Regions from separate parts of the Sus scrofa genome. Here region 2 is linked to region 1. Evidence: chromatin contacts called from public promoter capture Hi-C data. All regions are on one chromosome and are shown on one strand. The core of a region is the stretch at or near the end of the contact, and the rest is flanking DNA. Distances in the headings are between cores, read along the strand shown.

Region 1 (3,977 bases), core at 1,092-3,591:
AATCTAAGAAAATATTGCTACAATTTGTGTTTTGCCTATGTTCTCTTCTAGAAGGTTCATGGTGTCATGTCTTATGTTTGGGACTATAAACCAAATTGAATTTATTTTTGGGAATGGTGTAAGGGTTTTTTTTTATTTTTTATTTTTTTGTCTTTTTGCCATTTTCTTGGGCCGCTCTCATGACATATGGAGGTTCCCAGGCTCGGGTCGAATCAGAGCCATAGCCACTGGCCTACACCAGAGCCACAGCAACGTGGGATCCGAGCCATGTCTGCAACCTACACCACAGCTCACAGCAACCCCGGATCCTTAACCCACTGAGCAAGGCCAGGGATCGAACCCACAACCTCATCGTTCCTAGTCAGATTCATTAACCCCTGTGCCACGACGGGAACTCCAGGGGTTGTTCTAACTTCACTGATTGACATGCAGCCCTCCATCTTTCCCTAAACCACTTCTTGAAGAGACTATCTTTTCTATAGTGTATATTCTTGCCTCCTTTGTCAAAGATTAATTGACCGTAGGTGTGTGGGCCTGTTTCTGGGCTCTCTATTCTGTTCCGCTGATCTGTTATGCCTGTTCTTGTGCCAGCACCATGCTGTTTTGTTTTGCTTTGTTTCGTTTCTGAAGAAAAAGTAGTTTATTTTTTTAATTGTTATTTCCACAATACAGTTTTTTTCCCACTGTACAGCATGGTAACCCAGTTATACATACATGTACACATTCTTTTTTCTCACATTATCATGCTCTGTCATAAGTGATGAGACTTAGTTCCCAGTGCTACAGAGCAGGACGTGCTGTTTTGATAACTGTAGCTTTGTAGTATATTCTCAGGTCTGGGAGGGTTATGCTTCTAGCTTTGTTCTTTTTCCTGAGGACTGCGTGGGTGCCTTCCACGTCCTCCTACTTTGCAGTCTTCATCCCTCCCCTCATCCCAAGTCCTGAAGATTTTTAACAAAACTTTTGTAGCTCCTGTAACCCCAAACTTATATCCGACCCTGTCTGAAAACAAAGGACTGTCCTTACCCTGCAGTTCTGGGGCTCTCCCCTGCCATGTCCCATGTGGAAGACACAAGTTAAGAAGGCAATGTGACCAGAGTTCCCGTTGTGGCAAAGTGGAAATGAATCTGACTAGGAACCGTGAGGTTGTGGGTTCGATCCCTGGCCTTGCTCAGCGGGTTAAGGATCCGGTGTTTCCATGAGCTGTGGTGTAGGTCACAGACATATCCTGGATATGGGGTGGCTGGGGCTGTGGCATGCGCCGGCAGCTACAGCTCCAGTTCAACCCCTAGCCTGGGAACCTCCATATGCTACGGGTGCAACCCTAAAAAGCAAGCAAGCAAGCAAGCAAGCAAGAAAGAAAGAAAGAAAGAGAAAGAAAGAAAGAAAGAGAAAAAGAAAGAAAGAGAAAAAGAAAGAAAACAATTTGATGGACTACACTTGCTACCGCATTCGTGATTTTAGAAGATAAAGTCAGGAAATCATTAAAATTGGTGACTTAACTATAGTACTTTAAGGAGGATAAATGCCGAGAAATTGTCCATAAATGAGATCTTAAATTAGGGTCATTGATTTTAATACTATTCATCAGGACTCTTGGATCAGAATGAAATGCCTTCTCAGACTAGTTTAGAGGCAAAGGACTTTGCTGGGTTGTTTGGGGCTTTGGGGTTTTTTTTGCTTTGGCTCAGAAGGTCCCCAGCAGGGCTGAATAAGAGAACTGCAAGAAGGGAAGGGATGCTGTGTTTTGGAAGCAATTAGGAGCCAAAAACACAAGCTGGAGGCACACTCCGTCTCCTTTTCCTGATGCTCTGAGTCATCTTCGTGTTTTTCACTGAAGACAGGCTTCCTCCACATGGTGAGGCAGATGGGCCCCAAGCTCCGAGGAGAGTAGCTTCTGAGGCAAGAGGAGCAGAGGGGCACGGATGAGCCCCGCTGTGACTTCAGTGCTTTGTCCACCAGGGGCGGGGCAGCTCAGGAAGGGAAGCAAAGTGAGTTCCCCTGCAGAGGCCCCAGTCCAAGGGGCTTCTGCTTGCAGCTGGGATGCAAGCAGGGCCGGCTTTGTGGGCGTGCAGCCTGGGCACAGTGGACCTCACAGTTCTTGGGGTCTGTGCTCTGCAGTCACCATCGCGAAGTTCCTAATGGGGACTCTGTGTTTTGTTGGTAAATTCTGACGGGAGAGCGGAGCGGATGCTGAGGACTTGGAGGTGAGGCTCCTGCACCTCCTGGCCTCCTGCTGCCTCCCTAGGTCCCTGTATTAATCTGTTCAGGCTGCTTTAACCAAATCCCACAGACTGGGCAGCCAACACAGCAGAAAGCTGTGCTGTCCCAGTTCTGGAGGACAGACGTCCAAAGTCCACATTTGTTGTGGGGGGAGGGTGTTGGTTCCTTGCGTTTCACGCCTCTCTCCTGACTTCTGGTCATTCTCTGGGAAGCTTTGGCAGTTCTCAGCTTATAACCACAGCACCCCAACTTCTGCCTTCATCTTTTTTTTTTTTTTTTGGTCTTTTTGCCATTTCTAGGGCCACTCCCGCAGCACATGGAGGTTCCCAGCCTAGGGGTCTAATCAGAGCTATAGTCACCGGCCTACACCAGAGCCTCAGCAACAGGGGATCCGAGCCGCGTCTGTGACCTACACCACAGCTCAAGGCAACGCTGGATCCTCAACCCACTGAGCAATGCCAGGGATTGAACCCGCAACCTCATGGTTCCCAGTCGGATTCGTTAACCACTGCTCCACAACGGGAACTCCTGCCTTCATCTTCAGACGATGCAGCGCCCTCCCTGTGCGTGTCTCTGTGTCCACATTCCCCCGTTTCCCAAGGACCCAGCCACATGGGACGCAAGCTTGTCTTGCTCCACAATGACCTCATCCTTTTAATGAATGTGCAGTGACCCCTCTGCATCTAAGTCCACGTTCTGGGATACTAGGGGGTTTGGGACTTAAAGGTATGGATTTGGGCGGGGGGCGGTGAGGGGACAAAACGCAGCCCACGAGAATGTGTGTTGTGTGTGATTGCATGTGTGTAGAGGCTCTGGGTAGTTCTTTTGGTGGATGTCTTACAGGATCACGTGTGTGTGCGTGTGTGTGTGTGTGTGTGTGTGTGTGTGTGTGTGATGGACAAAATGTTGGTGTCCTCCTGAAATTCATGATGTTGAAGCTCTAACCTCCAGCGCGGTCGTATGTGGAGGCGGGACCTCCAAGGAAGTCGGTAGCGCTAAGTGAGGTCGTAAGGGTGGGGCTTTGATCCACAGGATGAGTGTCCTGTGGACGAAAGGTCACGTGAGGACACAGGGATCAGGGGGCCATCTGCAAGCCAGGGGGACGGCTCTCAACCAGAGACTCTACTGGCCACCTCCTTGCTCTTGGGCTTCTAGCCTCCAGAGCTGAGAAAACACCCATCTGTGGTTTAAAGCATCCAGTCCTTGGAGTTCCCGTCGTGGCACAGTGGTTAACGAATCCGACTAGGAACCATGAGGTTGTGGGTTCAATCCCTGGCCTCACTCAGCGGGTTAAAGATCATGGTGTTACCGTGAGCCGTGGTGTAGGTCGAAGACACAGCTTGGATCCTGAGTTGCTGTGGCTGTGGTGTAGACCAGCGGCTACAGCTCCCATTAGACCCCTAACCTGGTGAACCGCCATATGCACCAGAAGCGGCCCTAGAAAAGACAAAAAATAAATAAATAAATAAATAAAGCATCCAGTCCTTGGTATTGTATTGCAGCAGGTGAAGGAGACTAATACACTGTGTGTGTGTGTGTGTGTGTGTGTGTGTGTGTCTGTGTGTGTCTGTGTGTCTGTATGTGTGACTTCAGAGAGCCGAGCCCCGACTCCAATTTATCATGTTCGCCGTCCATGTAAATCCAGAGCCTGGCTCCTCTTTCCCTTCCTCCAAGCATCCTGACCACTCTCTGTCCTTTCCTTTCCGTCCTCCCCTTGAGTCCTCCGGCCCAACACACACGCGTGTGCACGCACA
Region 2 (3,977 bases), core at 1,015-3,514, 180 kb before region 1:
ATTCATCAAGAGACGCCCCTGAATCTTTTTAACTTGAAGTCTAGTTGATTTACAAGATTGCGTTAGTGACAGATGTTCTGCAAAGCGATTCAGCTATACATATATATTTTTTTGATTCCTTACCATTTCAATTTTTATATGATATTGAATATAGTTCCCTCACTCCGCAGTTAATCTTTGCTGCTTATCTATATTCTATATGGTCCTGTGTATCTGTGAATCCCATATCCAAAGTCTCTGCCTCCCTGATTCCTTTTCGGGACCATAAGTATGTTTGCAATGTCTATGAGTCTGTTTCTGTCTCTATATTCTATATAGATTCATTTGTACCATTTTTAGATTCACCCACAGTTAGTGATATCATACAATATGCTTTTCTGTCTGATTCTCTTCACTTTCCATGATATCCTCTAGGTACATCCATGTTGCTGCCAGGTGAAAATTCCATCTACATATATACACCATATTTTCCGTATCCATTTTTCCGTTGATGGATATTAAAGTAGCATCCATATCTGTATGGCCACTCCTGCTGAACCCCTAGAATAATGTGCCTTCAATGACAAGACTCATCCTAGTTTGGGAGATGCTGAAGTGTCCAAAATGTGCATTTAGAAAACCCTACCACCTAGTTGGTTTCAGGAACACTTCTACGTTCTTTTTTGTATTTAAAGCTACTGAAACCAGAGCTCGCTGTCCTGAGAGTTTTTTAAGCCCACATGTGAATCTACTCAAGAGGTTCATGAGCACACGAGGTAATTGAGGAGTCAGCTTTCACATATGAGCAGATTGAGGCTTCAATTACATAATTCACTGTACCTACAAACCATTAAAACGTTTTTCTCATCGCCCAGCAGTCAATTAGGGCAAGAGAATTTTTCAGTCAGACCTTCCATGGATGGCGAGAGTCAAATTTTGAATGATTTTTCTAGGGGACCTTGAAGGGGGCCTCTTGGTGGATTTTTCAGAGGGACTTCTGACTTCTGTCTCACTGACCAGACTGCAGTGCCGGTGCCTGCATTGCAGCGGTATCACCAGCAGATGGCGCGCCAACACAGCAGGAGAAACAGCCTTCGCCTTGCAGCAGGCGGATGTGACCATCATTGGCAGTGGCCAAAGAATCTTTTTTTTTCAGTTGAAGCCTGTTTGATTTACAAGATTGTGTTAGTGTCAGGTGTTCAGCAAAGGAATTCGGCTATACATATAGACTTTTTTTATTCCTTTCCATTTTAATTTATTACAAGATAAGGTTTAGTTCCCTTACTCCGCAGTAAATCCTTGTTTATTTTACATATGGCCATGTGTGTCTGTTAATCCCATTCCCATTCCCATTCCCATAATTTGTCCCGCCAACTTCCTTTTTTGTCACCATAAATACGTTCGCTATAAGTCTGTTTCTGTTTCTCTATAGATTCATTTGTACCATTTTTAGATTCCACAGTAAGTGATATTATATAGTATTTAGCCTTTTAAATCTGATTTTCTTCACTTTCTATGATATGATCTAGGTCCATCCATGGTGCTGCCAGTGGGGAAATTTTATTCTTTTTCTGGCTGGTAATATTCCATCTATGTATGTATCTTGTCTTCCTTATCCATTTATCTGTTGATGGACATTTAAGTGACTTCCATGTATTTATGGCCACTCCGGCTTGAACCCCTAGAGTAATATGCCTTCAATGACAAGATGCTTCCTAGTTTGGGAGATGCCAAACTGCACAAAAAAGCTGCATTTAGATATCTCTTCCATCCAGGTACTTGTAGGAACACGTCAAAGTTTGTATTTAAAACTATTGGGAGCAGAGCTGGCTGTTGCAATAAACCTCTCTCGCCCACGTGTGAATCCACTCAAAGTTTAATGAGCAGGTAACTGAGGAGTCAGCTTTTACTTATGAGCAGACTGAGGCTTCAATTACATAATTCACAGGGCCTGCAAATCAGAAATAATTATATCTTAATTGCCGCGCAATCAGGGCAAGGGACATTTTTTTTTAATAAACTTGAAGCTTCCATGGATGGTCATAAGCAAACTTGGAACTATATTCCCAGGGTACGGTGAGAGGGCCCCTTGTTAAATTTTGTAAAGGGACCTCTGACCTTTGCCTCAGAGTCCAGCCTGGACGGGCCCGAGACTGCAGAGCGTGTGTATCCCCAGCAGAGGGCGCGCCAACACAGCAGCAAAAAAAACAAAGCCAGCCTTGCAGCAGCGGGAAGTGAAACTCATCAAAGCGTCGCCAGGGCAACCTTTTACATGATTCACGCCTGAGCACAGCTGAGCACGTGAGAGCAACTAGGAATAATCTCAAGGAGCAGAGGTATTAGCTTCCATTTAACAGTCGCCAAATTGGGATATCTTAGTAACACTCTAAGAAACTCCAAGTTAAACGATGCTATTGTTCTCGAAGGAGGGGAACGAAAAACCTCTTAATTTTTAAAAGCCAGTGATTCTGAGCAGAGGGGAAAGACAGTTCCCAAAGTTGCGTGGCAGTTTTGGCGATGAAGGTGGTCACGTGTTTCAGATCCGGAACAAGGATCCAAGCCCTACTCAGCAAGCCACGCGGGTAGGTGGATTCTGGTAAAGGATTCCACTCTAAGAGAACAGATGCTTTCGGGGGTACCGGATCGTATATGCATCTAACGGCAGGGCAAGCAATTCACTGCTTTAGTTTGGAAGGAAGGGGGAGAAAGAAAACAGCTGAGAAAATATCCCTCCCTCTGTCTCCTAGTTCATGGCCGCATTAAAAAGTACCCGGCGACTAACAACCCTGGAGTGAGTCGGGCGGGGGGGAGGGGGAGCAGAGAAAGGCACCGGTTTACGCTCCCGGCTCGGTTTTCCTCAAACAAGCCCATTTGTCGGGAGGAAGAAAGTCGCAGCTATGGATCCTGCGAGAACCCTTTAGGGAAACGAAGAGAAACGTGGGGGAGACTGTGTCACCCTGACCCCAGGATCTCTTCTGTCCCAGCCCAGCGGGACAGCACGCGCACCTGAACGAGTGCCCAAAAGCAGGAGCTACGCAAAGATCGCTGAGCAAACGAAAGTGCTGAGTCACGGAAAGCGGAGTCTCTTCCTCGGAACACTTTCCGTGGCAGGTGAGTCGGAGATCAGAGTGTCTCGCGGTGGGGGGAGGGGGGGCGCGATGGTCAAGGCCAGCCGCTCCTCTGTGGAGGATGTGTTATCTGTGTGCGGTTGCAGCGAAGATCGTGGGGGTTCTTGGCTTGGCCCTGATGTAAATTCCGATTCTCGGGTTATTTTTATCACAGCTTCTAACATTTGCTCATTGAGATCTTGAATTTTAGGCTATCAATATTTTATTTCTTTAAAAAAACTTTTTTTTTTTTTTTTTTTTTTTCCCTTTTTGGCCACGCCGGGGTATATGGAAGTTCCTGAGCCAGGGGCCAGATCAGAGCTGCCGTTCCGACCAAGGCTGCCTTGGTGGCGGCAACGTCAGAGCCTTAACCCACTGTGCTGGGCTGGGAATCGAACCCGTGTCCCTAGGCTCCAGGGAAGCCGCTGATCCTGTTGCACCACAGCAGGGACTCTTCTATCAATATTTTAAAAATATTCCTATTACATTATGTGTTAACCTCCATATACATTAAATTTCATCGTGTCCCTTTAGTATATCCGGGGACAATCGTGTGATTATTCTTAGCTCTGTTAGGATGATAAAGTTCATTTAATAATCTCCAAATGTGGGCCATCTTTGCATTCCTAGAATAAGCCCCACTTCGTCAAGATTTTTTTTTTATTATTTAAAAAAAAAGGAGTTCCCGTCTGGCTCAGTGGTTAATGAATCCAACTAGGAACCATGAGGTTGTGGGTTCAATCCCTGGCCTTGCTCAGCAGGTTAAGGATCCAGCGTTGCCGTGAGCTGTGGTGTAGGTGGCAGACTCACCTCAGATCCGGCGTTGCTGTGGCTCTGGCACAGGCCGGTGGCTATAGCTCCAATTAGACCCCTAGCCTGGGAACCTCCATA

What was found. Promoter capture Hi-C pulls out the DNA fragments that hold promoters and counts their contacts.
Region 2: a contact with region 1 is called in a promoter capture Hi-C map of fetal liver, with 1.8 times the contacts expected there. The contact joins the promoter of MYADM here to the enhancer-like site in region 1. A contact is called at or near these places in 4 of 5 promoter capture datasets (fetal liver, fetal skeletal muscle, liver and 1 more), 29 of 47 Hi-C or Micro-C datasets (adipose tissue, alveolar macrophages, blood and 14 more) and 2 of 2 datasets of contacts at active chromatin or transcription factors (alveolar macrophages and skeletal muscle).

What each region holds. Positions count from the first base shown.
Region 1 is chr6:56,100,780-56,104,756 of Sscrofa11.1, reverse strand. The region is part of intron 2 of LOC110261038 (a long non-coding RNA gene); the gene reads left to right. Among named protein-coding and RNA genes, the nearest start is that of CACNG6, 48 kb to the left of the region's middle. Within about 2 kb of position 2,341, at least 1 of the 83 cell types and tissues checked has an H3K27ac peak or open chromatin away from gene starts, as enhancers often do. A contact at or near this core is called in fetal liver, where this site is marked.
Region 2 is chr6:56,276,864-56,280,840 of Sscrofa11.1, reverse strand. MYADM (myeloid-associated differentiation marker) reads left to right here and starts at 2,264. Exons shown (of 6, transcript XM_021094908.1): 1 at 2,264-2,561; 2 at 2,964-3,090.